Linked DNA regions of Gossypium hirsutum: region 2 is linked to region 1. A link is a contact called in public Hi-C data. All regions are on one chromosome and are shown on one strand. The core of a region is the stretch at or near the end of the contact, and the rest is flanking DNA. Distances in the headings are between cores, read along the strand shown. Region 1 holds the start of LOC107896533 (NEDD8-conjugating enzyme Ubc12). Region 2 holds the start of LOC107958514 (BEL1-like homeodomain protein 4).

Region 1 (3,357 bases), core at 347-2,846:
CCTGCACACAAAATTCAAAGATTCAGATATCAGATGGCAGCAAATCCACTGAATTATGGCTATAAATATATTAGGCATTACCGTGAAAAGATGATATAAACCATAGATTATAGTGTTTATATTGAGCACCGGTTTCCAATCTTCACGTAAGATGTTAAGGCAAACATTTCCTTCCAAATCAATATTTGGATGGTAGACCTGGATATTCGAGTGCAACATGATACAAGCCGGGTTATAACCAAAAGCATGCGAGACCACAGCATGAATTTAGAAAACAAACATATAAATAAGGTAAGCCAGTCTACCTTGGTCTTGCACTTAACTTTGGGTGCCTCATGTGGATAGACGGGAGAAACTTGAAAGGAGAATAAAAATGTGCCACCGCTGAAACAGCAGCAGCCAATCAGTTTTATACTTGTTATAGCATTATTAATATAAGAAGATGAACGTAAAAAAACTCTTATAAGCATGTCATGTCTTCTCCAATAAACAAAAACTTTAACCAAAAAATTTGTGCTAGAGAGCAAAAGAAAACTTGTGTTAAAATAAGAGGCATGAAAGAAATTCCTTACAAATAATATCCTTCATCGGGGCGAATTGAAACCTCAAAATTCATCAGGTTATCCTTTCCATTTGGAAATGTTATAGCACAAGATTTGGGTAGGTTAAGCTCAGAAATATCTACACGTAGAAAGACAAAATAAAACATGAGAATCACACTAGGATCAAACACCAGATGCGCTTGAGCCAATAGATTCAGTGCTAGAACAACATATAGTTGAATAGATCAGTAAAGCTAAAGAAAATTAGCAGTAACACACCAAAAGCACCAAATCATAAAAAATAATGGATCTCTATCACAGAACTAAAGGAAATTTAAACAACTCAATCCATTATAAATGTGAAGCAAACCTTTGTGCAAACGCAACTCTCCTGGACTTTGCTTTTTAGTAGGAGCTCCCCCATTTGCATTTTCAGCAAGTTCTCTCTGCTTTTCCTTTACTTTAAACAGCCGAATCATAACTCCTACATATATATTAAAATTTAAAGTGAACCCATTCATTTCCATAGCCTTAACATCAAATTCCAGTTACCGCAGCAAAGCAATATCCATTCAGAATCTAAAGATTCAAAACCAAAGCATTAAAACAAAAACATTTGTTCTTAACAAACCCTAACTGAAAAATCTAGCCTTTATTATCAAACTCGATTTCCATACTTTTGAGCTGTTGACGATCAGAATCCATTTTCTTTTAATAAGACCACTCATTTACCTGATCCGAAGTTATTTTAACTAGACTAATTTAAAACTACTTAAAAAAACAAAAGAAGTGCCTCTTTTTTTCCCCATCTTTGCAATAATAGAATTTGAACAACAAAAAGAGATTCAAAATGAAATTAATTCTAGCAGATCATAATTCATGATACAACTAGTTGCAAAAATAGAAGAGATCGTTAAAGAAAAGAGAAAATGAATCTAACAAAAGACTTAAGTAATCAACGCCGATTAAAAGAGCAAGTGAGAAAAAAAGAAAAAAAAAGGTAGTGTGTTGGATTTATGATATTGTAACAAACCTGTTGGAGGAAAAGCCGAAGAAAGAAAAGAAGGAACTAAGGGATCTTTATTGTTTTAAAGAAAAAAGCAGAAACTAAGGGGAAATTGATGAAGAGAAGGGACAAAAGGAGGGGGTTTAGGATATGGATGCCTGAAGGAAAAGTAAAGGAAAGAGAGAGAAAGGAAATGACACGAAAGCTGGAGTGGAGGATGGACCCACTTGTTTTGTTTTTTTCTTTGGTGAAAAACTAGCGTCTGCAGTTTTGCGGCCTTATATTTGTAATCAAACCAATGTGCTTCAAAATTCAACGACATTTCACCTATATTTTTAATATTCACTTGCATTTATTGCGAATCAGTGGGAATACAAAGTATTTTTACCAATCCAATCCCAAGTGTCATTTTAAATTTTGTTGTCTAATTTGATTGTCGAGGAGGAGATCACTTGCCACTGTGATCAAATCATAAATTATTATGCGATGCTCGCTTTAAAAGCCTAAGAGTTGAAGGCTGCGTCACAATCTAGCTTGAGATATCCAGGGGAGTTAGAGCAAGCCCCCCTGAACTCGATGAAACCATGAAAAACATCATTCCCATATTGGATTGGATCCTTTGCTATTCCTTCCCATGTTTACTAATAATTCCATGATATAAAGTTTTGCCCAAGGGAAGAATTTGATACGAAAAGGAGGGGGGAGGGGAGACCACTGGTGGTAGGGAGCTGAGAGAGGGACGGGGAGAGAATTTTTTTTTTAATATTAATATTCAGATTTTCTTTTTCTTTTTTTTCCTTTCAATTCTAAAAAAATGGGTAAAGTCAAATAATGTTTACGTAGGGTTAATCGAGTAACAGTAATTAAGTTTAAATGCTACATTTAACCAAAAAAAAAGGTTTAAGTGAACACATATATAATTTAGAAGGTAATTTTTTAATTAAGTCTTGAAAAAAAATAAAGGATGAGAGGATAGCTTGAGGGGTACTATTTTAGGAAATAAATTACCATATACAATCAATCATGTCATTTATATATAAAAACTTTAATGGTTTTTCTTTTATTTTTTAAAAATTAAAAAAAATTACATTTATTTTTAATTATTATTTAACTTAAATATATAAAATCAATATGATATGGAAACAATGACTATTCCATGACCATAATTTTAGCATTTAATTTGAAACAATATATGAATATTTATCAATTTAAATAAAATTATAAACCATATAATGCTAAGAATTAAAAAAAATTTAATATCTTAAATTTGGAAATAAAGAATGCATAAAATAACTTCAAAAATTAAAGTGCATAAAAGAAATACTAAAAAAACTTATAGGAACGGTCTTGTTATTGGCATGTAATATCTTAAATTTGTGTTATGTGAAAAAAAATAATTTAACAACTGTTATGTCAATACACAATATTATTTAGTATTTTTATTTGATTTTAATAGAATTAAAAGATAAATCTCAAAATTATATATGAATTTTGATTAAATATATAATATTACATAAATTTTTATTTTACATAGTTTTATACATGAAAATTTTTTTATTCAGTTTTCACAAATTAATGATATAATCATCTATATAGAAACATTTTACTTTTACATACAGCATACACAAATAATTATTTTTATCTAATAAATAAATTAATTAATGTATTTATTTTTTTAAATGTATAGAATTCAATCAAAATTAATGTTTTATGTATACGTTTAAATTACAATCAAAATTTCATATGTATGATTACACAAAAATTTATACATCAAAATTGCACAATAAATCAAAAATTATGTATAATTTT
Region 2 (3,357 bases), core at 571-3,070, 660 kb after region 1:
ATTATTAAAATAAAATTAAAATATTAAATAATTTATTAAAATAATTAATATTTTTAATATTAAAATAACATTCAGTAATTAGGTGTATTCAATCAAGTAATATCTAAAAAAAATATTGCTAAAAAATGAATATTTTAGCATTAATGTGTTAGAATTATATGTGAGTTTGCTTTGAAAAGAAAATCAAGTGTCACCAATTATTTTTCAATCACTTTTATTAAATATGTTTATTAATTTAGTTTAAATTTATTTCCTATTTATCATGAAATACTATTATAATTGATGCAGATTGTTTTATTTTAATTTTAATTTTTTAAAAAAATTAACATTATATTTTCTTATATAATTTAAAATTTATCATTATCATTGATAAATAACAATAATTAAAAATAAAGGTATACATTTTTAGAAACTATAAAAGGTTAATTATTGTTAAACAATTATTGTCTCCAGCTCTTCTGTTTCTCTTTTTTTCACTCTTTGGGTAATCATTGCAAATATAAAAAGCCCACACGTGTAGACCAAGAAAACTAATAAATTAAGTTACTTTGTATATTGTCAAATCTTAGCTGAAACACTAATTAGTTAAATAGCATTTTCAGATGATGGAAAATCCCTTGGTACTTATATATCTAGACAAAGTTTGAGGGAACATTGTTCATTAAATTAGGGTACCTATTATATATAATTTAAGTGTTAAAATAATTTGATATATACATCACAAATAAGATTAAGGGTTGACAAGTATTGTTTAAGAATATAGTAAAATATTTATAAAAAATAAATAAATAAATATATATATATTCAACGCTAAGAATATAATATATAGTTTTAAAATAAAATATAAGAATAAAACTGAATTTGGTAATTAATCAATAACAGTTGTATTTCCTTTCTAATATTAATCTCTATCCAAACATATATTTGATTAAAAATATAAAGATTTTTGTATTAACAGTTAATCTTAAATACGAGAAAAAGGAAAGCGAAGGCATATTACAAATTTAATGGAGCTGATGATTTTTAAATAAAAATGTAAACATAAGTAGAAAAATAAAAGACATAAGAAAAAGATTAATGAAACATGTCCATCTTGACATTGCCAAACCAGAAAGCAGTTAAGTGTGGTTTTCAGACCTTACAACCCCTATATAAAACCTAACTTGTCTTCATCGCCAGCCTTCGGCACGTGCCCTTCTATCTTATTTTTATTAAACATCTTTAATGCCATAAAAATAATTTCATTCACTAAACAATACGCCTTCCACCTATAAATTTGTTTCAATTAACCGCTAAACATTTGATTATATTGTTTTATTTATAATATCAGATATTATTATTATTATTATTATTATTATTATTTTCATACAAAAGAAAGTTGGATAATAAAAAAAATATGGCTTCCCGAAATGATATTTTTACCCTTACCAACTATTGCTGTTGATGAATATAAAATAATCAACTGGGGCAGTTTAGTCATTTTACCATATACAGGATGGTGGTAGTTTAGATGATTGAGATGACTTTGTACTAACCTTATCTTTCTTTTATTCCATAGCTTGCGTGTCAATTAAAATTATAGTAATAGTCAGACTTTTTTTTCAACCTTATTCATTTTTAATTTCTACATCTACCCAAATTATTCGGTTTTTTACATTTTATTTTTCTCCGGGTTGAATAATAAATTTATACCCGCAATCTAAAATTTGTAGTTAAGGTTATTTTTGTAAATTGAAAATATATCTAATAAACTAAAACTCAAGTCCTTGATTATGATTCATTAAACCTAATTGTGAATTTAAAGAAAAAAAAAGGAAATAATAATAATAATTAGTATAAAAATATTGGCAGCGTGAAAAGTGGTGAAGGAGAAAAGAATAGCGACCACCCTTTTGTTTCTTATTTTCTCTCACCTCTGTGTCTTTGAGGAGGCTAAGGTTATTTCTATATGTTTTGTTGTGAAAGTGAATTATCTGTTTTTCTCAGATCAGCCTCCATTTTCATTCCTTTCTTACTTCTTTTCTTTTCTCCCCTTATATTCATATAGTTTCACCAGGGGAATATTCAAGAGGTGAAAAATAATATCTAGTCACTACTGCAAGGAAGGAAAAGGAGAGAAAGAGAAAGAAAGAGACGACAGACGGAGGACTACACACATACACAGTGAGAAAGCAAATGAAAGGAAATGAAAAGAAAGGAGGGAGGGAATTGAAGAATCTTTCAATAATAACACACGGAAGGGATATGTCTAGCTATAAGAGCTTTATATCCTTTCATATGCTGCTGCAACTCTAACAAGGTCTGCCTATATATACACACACACACTCTCTCTCTCTCTCTCTCTCTCATATATAGCTGAAAATGATCAAAAGGGTTACAAAAACATCCAAAACATAATCAACATAGACTTGTTTCATCCCTTACACCAGTTTTTTTTCTTTTTTTCCTTCACTTAACTGAGAGAATTTGATCCTCTCTGTTCCTATCTTTCCTTTTTCTTTGTTCTTTTTTTTTCCCCTGATAAGAGTGATTTGTTTTTTTATGATGGGTGTTATTTGTTTCTCTATGTGGGTTACCGATTCATAATTGAAACAGCAAGAAGGTGAAGGAATTTGATAGAGGGAGAGAGGTAAATAAAGAAAAAGGATATGATGATGAAGAAGAAGATGCTGATATGGGAATAGCAACGCCACCACTCGTCGCATCAATTCTTTCTCAAGAATCTCAACCCTCTAAAAAAATTCACCATCAAATCCCAATTCAACACAAGAGCAACAATTCTACTAATTCTATGTCCCAAGATTACCATCAAGCAGCTGGCATCTTCAGCTTCTCGAATGGATTCGAGAGATCAGCCGTAAGCCACCAAGAACACCAAAAGCAGCAGCAACAGCACTTAGAACAGCAGATCCGGAGAGATAAACTAAGAGTTGAAGGCTTTGAGCCGCCACCTCCACCATTAGTAGGGATAGAAGAGGAAGAATCAACTTCTCTCCCTGTTTATGAAACCGCAGGTATGTTATCCGAAATGTTCAATTTCCCTTCGGGTGCGGCTGCTGCCGCTGCTGCCGCCACTGCCTCGGCCGAGTTACTAGACCAGCATGTACAGCCGAATTATCGAGCACACCGGCCAGTCCAAGGTAATACCAACGAGTGGTATAGCAACAGGCAAGGTGTTGTTGGGGGTTTGGGACAGTTAGGTGAATCAAAGAGTCACATTACCCGTGACAGTTTAGCTCAACAGCATCAGCAGCAGCAGCAGCTACCAAGCATTAATGCCGACTCAGCAGCTGCCATGCATCTTTTCTTGATGAATCCGCAGCAACGATCACCATCTCCTCCTCCACCTCCTCCAGC

Evidence for each region. A called contact is a pair of places that touch in the nucleus more often than the background predicts.
Region 2: a contact with region 1 is called in a Hi-C map of leaf, with 2.4 times the contacts expected there. The contact joins the promoter of LOC107958514 here to the promoter of LOC107896533 in region 1. A contact is called at or near these places in 4 of 34 Hi-C or Micro-C datasets (all in leaf).

The regions. Positions count from the first base shown.
Region 1 is chrA11:28,146,017-28,149,373 of Gossypium_hirsutum_v2.1, forward strand. LOC107896533 (NEDD8-conjugating enzyme Ubc12) reads right to left here and starts at 1,597. Exons shown (of 6, transcript XM_016821727.2): 1 at 1,576-1,597; 2 at 913-1,026; 3 at 573-681; 4 at 306-384; 5 at 82-198; 6 at 1. The coding sequence starts at 1,021.
Region 2 is chrA11:28,804,960-28,808,316 of Gossypium_hirsutum_v2.1, forward strand. It overlaps LOC107958514 (BEL1-like homeodomain protein 4), which reads left to right and starts at 1,821. Exons shown (of 6, transcript XM_041081778.1): 1 at 1,821-1,937; 2 at 2,048-2,299; 3 at 2,596-3,357. The coding sequence starts at 2,675.